Regions from separate parts of the Mus musculus genome. Here regions 2, 3, 4 and 5 are each linked to region 1. The links are chromatin contacts, called in public HiChIP or PLAC-seq and promoter capture Hi-C maps. All regions are on one chromosome and are shown on one strand. Each heading gives the region's core, a stretch centred on a gene start, on an enhancer-like site or on the middle of the called end of the contact. The rest is flanking DNA. Distances are from core to core; before and after follow the strand shown. Region 1 holds the start of 2210016L21Rik (RIKEN cDNA 2210016L21 gene). Region 2 holds the start of Sirt4 (sirtuin 4). Region 3 holds the start of Rplp0 (ribosomal protein, large, P0). Region 4 holds the start of Usp30 (ubiquitin specific peptidase 30). Region 5 holds the start of Rab35 (RAB35, member RAS oncogene family).

Region 1 (2,700 bases), core at 46-2,545:
CAGTGTTTTCAGAGTGTCAATGTGCTGGTTCTGAAGTCAGCAATGCCAACAGTGCTCCCTCTCGCCAGTATTGTACACAACAACAGACACATGGGTGGGGCTGCTTCGGAAGTTGTTGGAAACGCTGTCTTAAACCCAGGTCAAAAGTCAATCACTTTTGTAATGAAACTCAAACAACTCAAACGGCAACTTTTAAGCTCGGGTGTTCTAATAGAAAACAATCAAAAGGTGTATTAATCTGATATGTATTAAGGAGTGACATTAAAAAAAAGTCTTCGTTTTCTGCAATTAAACAGTTGTGTTTCATAAGAGCAGAAAACTTTGTGTAGGGCTGGAGAGATGGTTCAGAGGTTAAGAGAACTGACTGCTTTTCCAGAGGTCCTGAGTTCAATTCCAGGAACCACATGGTGGCTCACAACCATCTGTATTGGGATCTGGCGCCCTCTTCTGGTGTGTCTGAAGACAGCTACAGTATTCATTCATATACATAAAATAAATCTTAAAAAAAATGTTGCCTGGTAGTGGTGGTGTACACCTTTAATCCCAGCACTTGGGTGGCAGAGGCAGTCGGATTTCTGAGTTCAAGGCCAGCCTGGTCTACAAAGTGAGTTCCAGGACAGCCAGGGATATACAGAGAAACTCTGTCTCGGGAAAAAAACAAAAACAAAAAACAAAAAAAAAAAAACAAAACACACACACACACACACAAAAGCTCTCAAGTGCTAGTCTACAGGTGTTTTACGGACTATGCACTAACTGCTAAATCCTCCGCTGTTCCAAGAGTCATTCCGATCTGATTTGTTTGTTCTGTTTGTTTGTCAGACCCTCAAAAGCCTACAGTTTAACAATCTTCCTAAGATCAAAACCTGAAGTAAAAAAGGTGGCTAGTTGCCTTCCCGATTTCATTAAATCGCACATGAATTCATTTTTCCTTAAAAAATTAAAAATAAAAACAAAACTAATCCTGCTTCTGTCATCTTCTTGTTTGACTTTAGGGTATTATCGTTCCCTGTGCAAACAAGAGAAAAAAAGAGAAAAGGTGGGGAGGGGATCACAAGGAGAGACGGGGAGGAGAGGAAAGGGGAGGGGATGAGAGGAGAAAAAAGAAAAGGAAAAAGAAAAACAACAACAACAAAAAGATTGGAGAAGGTGGTGGTCTCCTGGATCCTTCCGGAGCTCATTTTTCTGTACCGTTCGCCGCCAATGGTGGTCTGGGAACTACAATTCCCATGATGCTCTGACAGGTGGGTCATGTGAGAGGGAAGCTTTTTACCCCCCACAACCCCTTGCGGCATCCCAGGATGGTGGCGCCCAGCGGTGCAATGAGCGATTCGGAGAACAGCAGCAGTAGCAGCAGCGATGCGGAGGAATTGGCACGCTGTCGCGAGGCGGCTACGCCCGCCTGGGGGCTGGAGCAGCGCCCGGGGGCAGCGGAGAGACCCGAAGCCGGTAGGGGACTTTCTGGGGCTCAGGCTCCTCCCCGGGGGCCTGAAACGGATGCGTGGTGGGGTGCGAGCCATGGCGTCCTGACGTTTTAGAGGAGCTTTCTTGGGGGAGCTTCTGAGATCTTTTGGGGATCACACTGACACCGAGGGCAGAGGGTGATTGCTTTATTCCCGTGGAGGCCGCAGAGGCACCTAAATGCCTCCTGACTGCTTTCCTCAATGCGTCCTGTGTCCTCCCTCTGGAAAGGTAACCAACCCATCACCTGTCTGAGATGACCGTGATGCCCCTCCTTCTTGTAGTCTCAGAATCCCGACTTTCTCGGCCCTCACTTGATGTCTCATTCAGACTGAGCTCACCCGGGAGTATACCTAAACGAGAGATTGCCTAGCAGACGGAATGTATCCGGCATCTGCCAGTATAATGACTCTTAATCATGGTTAGAGAATCCAACAGGCCTTATAATTTAGAGAGTAGGCAGAAATATATATATATATTGCATCTGTACTTGAACTCCTCGTGGGAATTTAATACCTTCTCCTCTCCTGCATGTGAGCTACAAGCCACAGTCACGTGATAATACCTGTTTGTCCCAGTAGACGACACCATATTGTTACATCTCGTTACAGCCTTTTACAGATACATCCAAACATTTTCTTCACAGTACACTGTTGGAAAAGAATCATTTACACTCTTACCCACCATAAAGCCCCTGAGATGTCTAGTTCCATTTCCAGATCAGTGAGTTGCCTCAGCAATTGCTACACAAACCTGCCAACCTCACTGGATTCCCAGAACCCATGGTAAAAGAGAGGATTAACTCCCAAAAGTTGTCATGTGACTTAGACATACAACAGTAAACATTTTCAAGTCTCAGAAGGGGACCGATGTAAAAACAAAGTATATAACTTATAGTTTTATTTTATTTTATTTTAGACATAGAGTCTCCCATGTAGCTCTGACTGCCCTAGAACTCGCTACATAAACCAGACTGGTCTTAAACTCATAGAGATCTGCCTGCCTTTGCCTTCTGAGTGCTGGGATTAAAGGTGTGTGTTGCCAAGCCTGGTTTAAAAAGTGGCCTTTAGATTATTCTATTACATTTTATGTTGTGTGTCTGTAGACTCACACAGGTGTCATGGGAGCTTAGAAGTCATGTGGGTCCTGGGGATCAAACTGAAGTGGTTAGGCTTGGTGGCAAGTATCTGGAGAGCCATCTTGTCTTCCTTGGAGGAGAATTGACTCACTTTATAGATG
Region 2 (2,700 bases), core at 71-2,570, 540 kb after region 1:
AGTTAACCCACCAATTGATAGACACCGGAACTCTATTCGACTATGAAAATTTTGCCACGGTGGCCCCGGCCTGGGATTGTAGCACTGGGGAAACAGAAGGGAGGACGGTTCGTCCGGAAGCCCTTCAATTCTCAGCACCTACAATGGTGACTTACAACTATCTTTAACTCCAGTTTCAGGCCCTCGTCTGCGCTCTGCAAGCGCCGAGGAATAAAAGGGATGCGCAAATACACGCGCAGGTAAAATACCCAAACACATAAAATAAAATTTAATTTTAAAAAATTAAATATTTTTTAAAACAAACTTTAAAAAAATTTTTTTTTACTTATTTTATGTATATGAATGGTCAACCTGCGCGTACACCTACTTCCCAGAAGAGGGAAGAACTCATCAGAGATGGTTGTGAGACACCTTGTGGTCGTTGAGAGTTGACCTCAGGACCTTTGGAAGAGCAGGGGGTGCTCTTAACCACTGAGCCATCTCTCCAGCCCTAAAAAACAGACTTTTAATAGCCCATTATTTTTCACCTGCTACTAATATAAACATGTTTTAGTAATATTTATATTTTTGTTAATATTATCTCTCATGGGACTATTTGTTCTATAACTCTACTTGGTTTAAATCAGATATTATTATTATTATTATTATCATTACTTGAGACAGAATTCCCTGTAGCCCAGGCCAAGGAATACAACTAAACCGAATTATATCATTTCTCCAAAAGATTTTTTAATTTTAGTATGTCAGTTTTGTTTTGTCTTTTTCTACACGGTTCTCGGTACCAAATCCAGGGCCTCTGGGATGGACGCTAAGTAATCACTCTGTCTGCTTACCCTGCATTGTAAATTCTGCTACTTGGACACATAAAAATCAAGGCATACAAACTTGCCTGTCTGGTTTTCTAGTTGTAAAGACAAGCCTTTGACACAGTCTTTGACATAATGCGGAGCTATCGAGTGATAGGCACACATATTTAGGCTTGGCTTCCTATCCAAGAAGAGCTCAGGACCCTGCTTTCTCCATGAGATTTCCCAGCTACGTGTGAACGGCTAAACAGTCGGGTTTTGCCGGGATAAATCCTCCTTGTCCCCTCGAGAACAAAAGAGACAGATGGAATCCCTAGTAAGAATGCTCAGCGGGAAACCTTCAGCCGGATCAGAACACTTACCTTCCACAATTCTCACCCAACAGTGGGACTCGCTTGTTACGTGTGCATCTTGGGAAATGTAGTCCGCGAAGCCGATCTAGTTGGAAGAAAACTACAAGTCCCAGAATCCTACGTGTCTCCCACGCCAAGATTCTTGGGCGCTCCTCTACGGATTGCCCGCTGTCTTTCCTGCTCAGCTCAGTTAAGGTTCCGGATATGCTGCTGACGCCTGGGGCAATGATTGCCTTTTGAGGTTCTTGTAGTGTTTGTTTGTTTGTGGCTTGTGTTGTTTGCTGAGAGAGGGTCTGACATATCCTTGTCTGACTCCAAATCCGTGATCCTCCTGGCTCCACCTCCCAAGTGCTCGGATTAGAGGCTTGTGCCACCAAAGAAGTGGTTAATATTTCCCATGTCCTGCGTGCGAAAGAGGATCCAAGCAGTCCTAATTTAGGAATTCGCTCTCTTAAAGAAACTCTTTCACTAGTAGCACAGGACAATAATCTGCCACTCAATAGGCTTAGGCGGAAGAATCACGAGTTCAAGGCCAGTCTGGGTGACTTAGTGAGACCTCGGACTCAAAATAATACTGTAAGAGCACTGGGGCTATAGCTCGGTGTCAGCGCGTTAGCCCAGCCCTGGGTAGCCCTGAATTCACACTAGCGGGCATTTCTCCATCCAAGACGCTTTTTAAAATAGACTGGTTTTTTTTTTTTTTTAATAATGTGTGTGTTTTACCTTCATGCATACAGGAGGAGCTCCTGACGGCCATAAAAGGGCGTCAGATCCCCTGGAACTTGAGTGACAACCTGTTGTGAACTGCCCTGTGGGTGCTCGGGATGGAATCTGAGTCCCCCTGCAAGAGTAGCAATGCTCTTGTTTGTTTGTTTTGGTGTTTTCGAGACAGGGTTTCTCTGTATAGCCCTGGCTTTCCTGGAACTCACTCTGTAGACCAGGCTGGTCTCAGAGATCCACCTGCCTCTGCCTCCCAAGTGCTGGGATTAAAGGCGTGCTCCACCACCACCTGGTGAGAAGCAATGCTCTTAACCAGTGAGCCACCTCTTCAGCTCTCCCAACCCCTCCCCAAAAGACCCTTTCTTTGTTTTTTGTTTTTGTTTTTCTGAGACAGGGTGTTAATGTATAGTCTGACACTTTTTTTTTTTTTTTTTTTTTTTGGTTTTCCGAGACAGGGTTTCTCTGTTTAGCCCTGGCTGTCCTGGAACTCACTCTGTAGTCCAGACTGGCCTCGAACTCAGAAATCCGCCTGCCTCTGCCTCCTGAGTGCTGGGATTAAAGGAGTGCGCCACCACGCCCAGAATTTTTTTTGACACTTTTAATAATAAATAATTGCCCCCTTTGTTTTGTGTTTGTTTTAAGATGGGTTCTCACTATGTAGCCTTGGCTGGCCTGGAACTCCTTATGTAGACCACGCTTGGCCTTGAATTCATGGAGATTCACCGGCCTCCGCCTCCCTAGAACTTTGATGAACTGAACGATGTGTGCCAACACGGTTCGCAGATTTGATTGGTTTTCCTCCTAAGTGCCCACGTCCACTT
Region 3 (2,700 bases), core at 50-2,549, 620 kb after region 1:
TATATATATATATATATGTGAAGAAGCTAGTTTTATGTATCGATTTTCTCCCGTATCCCTGGAAGGGAAAGCAAACGGTCAATAAAGTGGAAGTGCTTTTTAAGACAACACAGCAAGCGGCAGAACAAAGTTATGGATCCGGGTCTCATCTGGCCGCATGCCCTGCGTTTTGCCTGCTCAACAAATACTTATCTGCCCACTGTCTGGCAGGCACAGAATAAAATCTCTGCCCTGTGGAGCTTACCTTCCTGCAGGGAGAGGCTGACAAGCAGAATGTGGTGAATTATACAGCGAGTTAGATGGTGTAAGTGCTGCAGGAGAAGGTGGGAGAGTAAGGGAGAGTAGGTTTGGTTTTGCCCCCGCCCTTAAAATTTGAAATCAAGAATCAGGGCAGGTCTCCTTGAGTAGATAGCATTTGCAGCAAGATGTGGGGGAGGTGAGTTTCTCTGACCGAAGCTGGCCAGCACCATTCAAAAAGCTGTGAAGCCGGTGGTGGTGGCGCACACCTTTAATCCCAGCACTTGGGAGGCAGAGGCAGGCGGATTTCTGAGTTCAAGGCCAGCCTGGTCTACAAAGTGAGTTCCAGGACATCCAGGGCTATACAGAGAAACCCTGTCTCGAAAAACCAAAACCAAAACCAAAAAAAAAAAAAGGCATACTCTTGAAGGGGATAAAAGGGCAAAGGGATCAGGCGAGAGGCAAACACATCAGTAGGAAAGCAAGAAAACAGATTGCGACAGTGGAAACAGTCGTGTGGGACCTTGAGAATAGTCTACGTTTTAGGCGTTTACTCAGAGAAAACGGCAATCTTTGATTAACTTTGTGCGGGTGAAGATGTAGGTTTTGAAAGGAAGAACAAAACGGGCAGTGGTGGCGCACGCCTTTAATCCCAGCACTTGGGAGGCAGAGGCAGGCAGATTTCTGAGTTTGAGGCCAGCCTGGTCTACAAAGTGAGTTCCAGGACAGCCAGGATATACAGAAAAACCTAAAAAAATAAAAAATAAATAAATTAAAAGAAAGAAAAAAGAATGGAAGAACAAGAGGAGACTAGAGCATCAGCTAGGGTTTCGCAGAAAGTTGTTTTGCTGTACTGACTCGGTGACGCTGCAGGGCGGCTCCGACCCAGCAGAGGGCAGCAGGTCTGAAAGCGCGCCTCCTGCGGCCGGGTGCTGTCTTTACTTTCCCGACTTGCTGGAGTGGCAGCGGTCTCAGCCAATAGACGCGCATGTTTATTGAGTGAGGCAGGACAGTCGATGGAACCAGCCAATAGGCATGGACGACGTCGTCTTCGGGTTTCGAGGACCGCCTGGTTCTCCTATAAAAGGCACACGCGGGCATGCGGCCCGTCTCTCGCCAGGCGTCCTCGTTGGAGGTTGGGGGGTTGTTTTGTTGTGGGAGGGCGGCAAGAGCGCGGGGACGTTGCGGGTGGGAGCGATGGGCTCGGGAAGGATCGCGGCCGGGCTCTGCCCGTCCGGTCTACCGCCTGGCTTGTCGGATCGCCCGCGCTGCTGGCGGCCGCAGCCCGGGGCCCAGCTCTGGCGTGGCCGGCTTGGCCTAGGCCTGGGATCGGGGCCGGTGTTGGGGTTACCGGGCTCAAGCTGCCCCCTCTCTCTCCCCAGTGACATCGTCTTTAAACCCCGCGTGGCAATCCCTGACGCACCGCCGTGATGCCCAGGGAAGACAGGGCGACCTGGAAGTCCAACTACTTCCTCAAGATCATCGTAAGTGTGGAGCGGGCCGGGGACGCGCGGCTTCCGCCTCCGGGTCTTCCCGGGGCGGTCGTTGGCCACGCGCTTTAACAGAGTTTGGGCATCCTGGGGAAGTTCTGTAGTCTTGGGATCTCCCCCCCCCCCCCCCGCGTTCCAGAACTAGCTCGCTCACCCAGTTTTTCATCTCGTCGAGCCCTTCGCGTTTGTGCAAAGGGCTGAGACTGGAGTGATTCATCTTGTTGCCCATCTGAGACCTGCCAGTCAGGCTGCTGTTGAGTGACTTAATTACAAAAGGCCTTTGAGGTGGCTTTGAACCAGAGCTACCAGACTTTGTAGGTACCAGTCTGTTTTAGTTAACTTTTCTTTTTTTTTTCCGAGACAGAGACAAAGATTTTTGGGTCTGGTAGTACCTTTTATATTTCACAACCTAAGATCCCCCGACCTCTCTATAATTTGTTTTCTGTGCTTTTTAAGTCTGTCTCTTCCCTGATCAGAGTCACTTTGGTCACCCAGGCACGCCTTATTTAAAAAGTAAAGCTTAAGATTTACTTGAGGCAAGTCTTCCCCCTATAGCTCTGGCTGGCCTCGGATTAGCAATTAAGCCTTACCTGTCTTTACAGGTGTGGCACCACACCCAGCTAAAAGTTAATTTTTGGCTGTGACAGTAATTTTGTGATACTCGTAACCAGCAAGGAAGCTGGATCAGATAAAGACAGACGTTGGGCTCGGGTGGCTGGCTCCTAGCGAGAAGTGTCACACCTAGGGTGAAGCAATGGGGAGGTAGAGGTAGCAGGGTTTCGGGTTTTGCTGGGTATTTTTTGTTTGTTTTCCTCTCAATGTAGTTTTTCCTGGCTTCCTTCATAGCAACTTTTGGATGATTATCCAAAATGCTTCATTGTGGGAGCAGACAACGTGGGCTCCAAGCAGATGCAGCAGATCCGCATGTCGCTCCGAGGGAAGGCCGTGGTGCTGATGGGCAAGAACACCATGA
Region 4 (2,700 bases), core at 98-2,597, 840 kb before region 1:
GAAACAACCTGAATGTCCATTGAGACATGGACAGGAGAGAGAAACTAGTACTTACAATGGAATATTACTTTCCTGTAAAAAAAGACTTTATGCCAAGTGAGCTAAGACAGTCACCAAAGAACTCTGAGCGACTCCTGTCCTGAGACAGCCAACCTCAACCTCACAGGAATAGAAATAGAATGGAAATTACTAGAACAGAAGACAGGAAGGGGGAGTTACTCAACACACACAGTTCGGCTTTGAGAAGAGAAATGGTATAAAGATCTGCAGCACATACAGCAGCATGCCCACACAAGAGAGGAATCTAAAAATTCTAACACCTTTTTTATTGTATGTATGACAGAGGGAGATTTGCAGCTGATAAATATCTAGTTTGTTTCCATGTTTTGCTGTTTTAAAGAGTGAATTCACAAACATTTGTGTGGGACTGTTTAGGACTTTGTATAAACCTAATAGAAACAGATTTCTAAGACACTGCATTTTAATTTATTGCATTTGTGTGTCTGTGCACTTGTGTATGCATGTGTATATATGTGTGCACATGTGCATGCAAGTGTATGTGCATGTGTTTGCATGTATTTGTATGTATCTGTATGTTTATAGGTGTGTGTGTGTGCACGCGTGTATATGTGTGCTGTGTGCATGTGAATGCATGCATGTATGTGTATACGTGTATGGGTATATATACTGTGCATATGTGTGCGTATGTGTAGTGTGCATGTGTATATATATACGTGTGTGTGTGCGTGTGCATGTGTGCACATATGCATGTGTGTGTATTGTGAAGTGTGCATCTATGTATAAATGTGCATGCGTGTGTGCAGGTGTATGTGTGTGCATATACGAGTGTAAGTGCAGGCATATGCATGTGTATGTGTGCATGTGTTTGTGCGCGCGCGCGTGTGTGTGTGTTGCGCACCACAGCACACATAGGAAGGTCCTGATAACTTTGGTTCTCTTCTACTGTATGGTTCTGGGCACTGAACTCAGGGTGTGAGATTTGGGGGCAGCTGTTTTTACCTACAGAGCCATCTTGCTAACCCCACATTTTAAAAAATCAAAGCTAGAGCCATCTATTTTTAAATTTTCCAGTTTAATAACAGCCTTTCCACATGAACCAAGCTCCGTCCTGGAGGCGGAGCAAATGCGAAGGCTCATAGCTTCCGAAGTGGTCCCCGGGCCCCGGGAAACCTCCCTTAGCAACGAATCAGGCTGCGGTTGCTAGGAGCAAAGGAACCGGGGAGGGGTCGTCCGTTCACTATTTCAGTCCGGTGTGACTAACTTCCGGTCCGTCCTCCTGGCTTCTTCCCCCCTCCGCCGAAGCGGGGTCGCCACCGCGGGTTCCTCCACTTTGCGAGCCTCCTGTCTTGGGCTCCTCATTCCGCTGCGGCGGGCGGGCGAGCGGGGGGCGGCGGCGGCAGCGGTAGCGGCGGCGGCAGCGAGCGCGATGCTAAGTTCCCGGGCGCAGGCGGCGAGGACGGCGGCCGACAAGGCCCTGCAGCGCTTCCTGCGCACCGGGGCGGCCGTCAGGTGAGTGGGTGGGGGTGCGGGGTGGCGGTGGCGGCCGCAGGGCCTCCAGGCCTGCGCGGACCCGGCCGAGGCGGAGGCCGCGGCCCGGCGTCGCCTCCTCGTCCCTGCTGTGGCCGCGGCCTGCGACGCCCCGCAGCCCCTCGCGGTGACCCCAGACTCGGGCTCCGGGCACACAATCTGCACGCCGCTGCTCCCCCGCAGTTTGTCAGATGCCGGTCTCCCACCTCTGCCATGCTGGAGATTCTCACTTCTGCATCCCAAACCGCTCCGGTTCCCAAGCTTCCGAAGGCTCCCAGCCGCTGAGCTCCCCAGGCTGTGACAATTCCAGGCTCTTCGTTCCTGCTAGGACCCCCGTCTGCACCCCAGCCCGGTTGATCTTCCCAAGGCCTGGGGCCACACCCCCGTTGCTCACCCTGACTGCTGGGACCTGTTGCTTGGGTTGGCTACCTTGGATACCGGGGCAGGTCTAACAGCATCTTATCCGGCTCTGAAGCCCCCCACCCCGTGTTTATTCCGCCCAGCGGCCCTATTTTACCAGGTGGGAAGGAAGGCTTGATTGGGCCTTGCGGCCTAACAGCTGACCTGAGAGCAGGGCTGGTGGCCAGCTTAATCTCACCCTCAGGCTCACGTACCGTCTTCATGGTACGGTTCTGCAGAAGAACTAGTCAATCAACACCATGCCTCGGTTTCCCTCGTTGAGTGTGTGCCGAGCAGGTGTGCTGTAACTGGCCCCCTCCTTCTCCCGCTGACTGCTTTTTAAGCCAAGGTCTGTGCACATTCTATGGACTCACCCTGGAAGAACAAAAAGATTTGAAACTGGTAATTAGCTGTGACATCGGAGAATGCTGGCCGTTGTCTGACGATTGCTGTTGTCACTAGTGATCCTTTTCAGGGAGTGTTTATTCAGCTGAGACCAATATTCATGCAGGCAGAATTAGGGGGACAGATCTTAGTGGTAGAGCATTTGTCTGTCCTGCATAAGGCCCTAGCTAGGGTCAGTCCCTGGTACCAGGGGAGGTGATCAACTTCATATAGTCCAAGCATTAGGTAAGAACGTATTACACACATGTCCACATGCAACATATATGTGGGTACATGTTACACACACGTTGCACGTATGTGTGGGTTGCCTTACTTGGAGATACAGAACTTTGTATAAAATTGTGTTTT
Region 5 (2,700 bases), core at 47-2,546, 690 kb after region 1:
CTAGGCTCGTGTTCATCTGACATCACCAGGCTTGCTTCAGGGAAATAAAGAGTTCAAGCAAGGCCTAGATCAGACACTGTGTGTGCTGTTCAAGGACCTGCAGTACCTTGAATAACAAGAAAATTATGAACTGCATAAATCTACCAGCAGCGGAATTGTTAAGGAATAGTACAACCATCAGATGGGGGTACCACGTGGTGACGAGGCAGTTAAATGATTGATGGCGGCATACCGGTGAACTGCGAGAGGCACATGGGTGCTTAGATACTCTGAAATGTATGGGAAAACATGTATCCATTAGACTAGTAAGTGTTTCATGCTGTCCAAGAAACTTTAAAGGAAAACTAATGTCAACTTTGAATTCAGTAAGCGTCTGTATTTTGTTGTTGTTTTGTTTTAAACACTAGCACTGCTTCTTACGGGGAAAGATTAGGAGTGGGCAGTATCCCCAACAGGTGCTTGGCTGGAAAGCACTGGAGGGCAAGAAGAAGCAGGGACAAAGAGGCTGGGGGTGGAGCTCAGCTCGAAAAGCGTCTGCCTAGCATCTGCGAAGCCATGGGTTCGAGTCTCAGCACCACATTAAAACAGGACTCAGGAGGTACAGGTGGGATCAGAAGTATATGGTTATCCTCGGCTACTCGAGAGAGTCAGGAAGCCACCCTGGGATACTTGAGAACTTGTCTGGAAAAAGTAAAAAACCACAGGGATGGGGCAATCCCTGCAGACCTGCAGGGAGGATGGCGATGGCAGCGACAGCTCTCGGGGACGGGCAGGTGGGCTTCCGCTCCAACTGGAAAAAAACGTGGGGCTGGCTCCGCGCTGCGTCCGGAAAACTGAGGCAGAAGGAGCAGAAGCGCTGGCGAGCAGGGTGCATACGCCCCACGGATCCCAATCCGGAACCGCTACCCGTTCCGCCAGGGGGTCGGGCGTCCGGGATCGTGGTGCTCGGGGGACGACTTCCTCCCCAGCGCTGACCTCCAGGCTTCAGCCCTGCGGCCGGTTGTCACCTCTCTTCCGTCGGGCCCTGCTAAACGGTTCGGTTCTCCCGGGGATCCGCAGCGACGGCGCTCGCTCGCTCGCTCGCTCGCTAGCTCACTCGGACCTCGGCCGGCGAGCGTAGCGCACTGCGCGTGCGCGGAGAGGGCGCGGCTGGCCGGGGCTGCGGCTGCGCAGAGGCGGTTCCAGCCCCCGCGCCTGCGCAGTGGCGGGGCGGGGCGGGAAGGAGGGAGGCGGCGGCACCGGCGGCGGCTGCTGAGGAGGAGGAGGAGGAGGCGGAGGTGGGGGAGCGGAGGGAGGTGTTTCTGTCAGTTCCGGCTGTTTGTTCGGGAAGTGGATCCGCCGCTGCCGGAGCAGCCGGGAGGGAGCTGCGGATCGCGAGGCCAGGACCGACCCCGCCCGCCCAGCTCGCCTGCCCGCCCGCGCGCGCGCGCCCGCCCGCCCGCCGCCCCCGCCCGCCATGGCCCGGGACTACGACCACCTCTTCAAGCTGCTCATCATCGGCGACAGCGGTGAGGGCCGCAGGGGCCGGAGGCGGTGTGGGCCCTGCCGGGCGCGGCCCGCGGGGGCCTCGGGGCGGGCGGGCGAGCGGGGCGGGCGGGCGAGCGAGCGAGGAGGCGCGGCCCGCGCGGGGCGGGAGGCGCGGAGCTCGGCGGGGTCGCAGGCCCCGGGGGGGCCGCAGCGAGGGGACTCCGGGGTGGCTCCTCGGCGGGGCGGGGGGCACCGAGGGCGCGGGATGCACGCACGGCCCCGGCGCTCGTTCCTGCCTCACGTGTGACCTTGGTCAAGTCGCGCGATCGCTGGAGTTGGAGAGAGCCGGGTTCGAGTCCCGGGGAGGCAAGCTTTTGCCGCTCTGTGACCTTGGGCGAGTTGTCTCGCCTCCCTTGAGCCTCAGTTCCTGCATCTGAGAAGTGGGGACTTGTTAAGCTGAGCGGTGGGATGATTCGGTGAGCTGAAAGTAGGGAAAAGCGCCTGACCCGGCATAAAGTAACCTCTAAGTAACTCACAGTGTTAGCAGCATGAGTCGCCCTGTGAAGACTCAGCGCTCCGTGAAATGGGGGTATTTCCAGGACCCGTCTCCGGGTTGCCGTGCGCTTGGATGAGGTGCGGCAGGTACAGCCATGAGCGCATTCCTTTAGAATTGTTACTAAGTCTCAGCAAGGTTCAGTTCTCATCTGTGGAATGGGAGTGGTAGATTTGCCTGCCAAGGCTGATGTGAGCACACACTTAATGAGGGGACTAGTGTTTGGCACACAGTAGGTGGACAGTGTTTGCTGTTCTCTTACCCGGGTGCTTCATTCAATATTTTAAGTGCTTTGTGTACACAAACACACACACACCACACACCTTTCAGTACCGCGCCATCTCTGATTCATAGATCAGCTTCTGGTACCCAGTGCTTAAATGCATTTGGTCAGTGAATGAGAGTCACACTGGTTTCTGGCCAAGGATGAAGCATTTTAGAGGTGTTTGGAGTATGGCAGGTGACCAGGTCCTGTGGGGTGATGGTGAGTTCAGGGAGGCAGGCCCAGGATGTTTAGGGGAGCTTAGCTGAGGTGCCAGGAATATGTGATGTTTTAGGAAGGAGGCTGGCGAGCAGCTAAGTTTATAGATCAGACTGGAGTGTGGGATAGAGAGGGTCATGTGACTTGAGACAGCCAAGTTGGTGGTAGAGCCTGTGTATTGTCAAGGAACTAGAGCTCC

Evidence for each region. Promoter capture Hi-C pulls out the DNA fragments that hold promoters and counts their contacts. HiChIP or PLAC-seq counts read pairs in DNA pulled down with a chosen protein or histone mark.
Region 2: an H3K4me3 HiChIP or PLAC-seq map of bone marrow-derived macrophages shows a contact between it and region 1, with 3 times the contacts expected there. The contact joins the promoter of Sirt4 here to the promoter of 2210016L21Rik in region 1. A contact is called at or near these places in 8 of 39 promoter capture datasets (the 3T3-L1 cell line, cranial neural crest, embryonic stem cells and 5 more), 3 of 115 datasets of contacts at active chromatin or transcription factors (bone marrow-derived macrophages, embryonic stem cells and memory CD8 T cells) and 1 of 9 other capture datasets (liver).
Region 3: a contact with region 1 is called in an H3K27ac HiChIP or PLAC-seq map of embryonic stem cells, with 2.5 times the contacts expected there. The contact joins the promoter of Rplp0 here to the promoter of 2210016L21Rik in region 1. A contact is called at or near these places in 3 of 39 promoter capture datasets (cranial neural crest, liver and pre-B cells), 3 of 115 datasets of contacts at active chromatin or transcription factors (embryonic stem cells, memory CD8 T cells and thymic regulatory T cells) and 2 of 9 other capture datasets (liver and pancreatic islet).
Region 4: a promoter capture Hi-C map of hematopoietic stem and progenitor cells shows a contact between it and region 1. The contact joins the promoter of Usp30 here to the promoter of 2210016L21Rik in region 1. A contact is called at or near these places in 3 of 39 promoter capture datasets (the HPC-7 cell line, hematopoietic stem and progenitor cells and hippocampal neurons).
Region 5: a contact with region 1 is called in a promoter capture Hi-C map of pre-B cells, with 3 times the contacts expected there. The contact joins the promoter of Rab35 here to the promoter of 2210016L21Rik in region 1. A contact is called at or near these places in 3 of 39 promoter capture datasets (cranial neural crest, liver and pre-B cells).

The regions. Positions count from the first base shown.
Region 1 is chr5:114,940,907-114,943,606 of GRCm38.p6, forward strand. 2210016L21Rik (RIKEN cDNA 2210016L21 gene) reads left to right here and starts at 1,296. Exons shown (of 6, transcript NM_028211.1): 1 at 1,296-1,449. The coding sequence starts at 1,302.
Region 2 is chr5:115,483,164-115,485,863 of GRCm38.p6, forward strand. It overlaps Sirt4 (sirtuin 4), which reads right to left and starts at 1,321. Exons shown (of 5, transcript NM_133760.1): 1 at 1,169-1,321. Gm42007 (a long non-coding RNA gene) reads left to right here and starts at 1,287. Exons shown (of 2, transcript XR_878704.2): 1 at 1,287-1,400.
Region 3 is chr5:115,558,168-115,560,867 of GRCm38.p6, forward strand. It overlaps Rplp0 (ribosomal protein, large, P0), which reads left to right and starts at 1,300. Exons shown (of 7, transcript NM_007475.5): 1 at 1,300-1,372; 2 at 1,620-1,721; 3 at 2,574-2,700. The coding sequence starts at 1,668.
Region 4 is chr5:114,098,986-114,101,685 of GRCm38.p6, forward strand. It overlaps Usp30 (ubiquitin specific peptidase 30), which reads left to right and starts at 1,348. Exons shown (of 13, transcript NM_001033202.3): 1 at 1,348-1,530. The coding sequence starts at 1,448.
Region 5 is chr5:115,630,691-115,633,390 of GRCm38.p6, forward strand. Rab35 (RAB35, member RAS oncogene family) reads left to right here and starts at 1,297. Exons shown (of 6, transcript NM_198163.1): 1 at 1,297-1,508. The coding sequence starts at 1,457. 1110006O24Rik (RIKEN cDNA 1110006O24 gene) reads right to left here and starts at 1,126. Exons shown (of 1, transcript NR_027810.1): 1 at 359-1,126.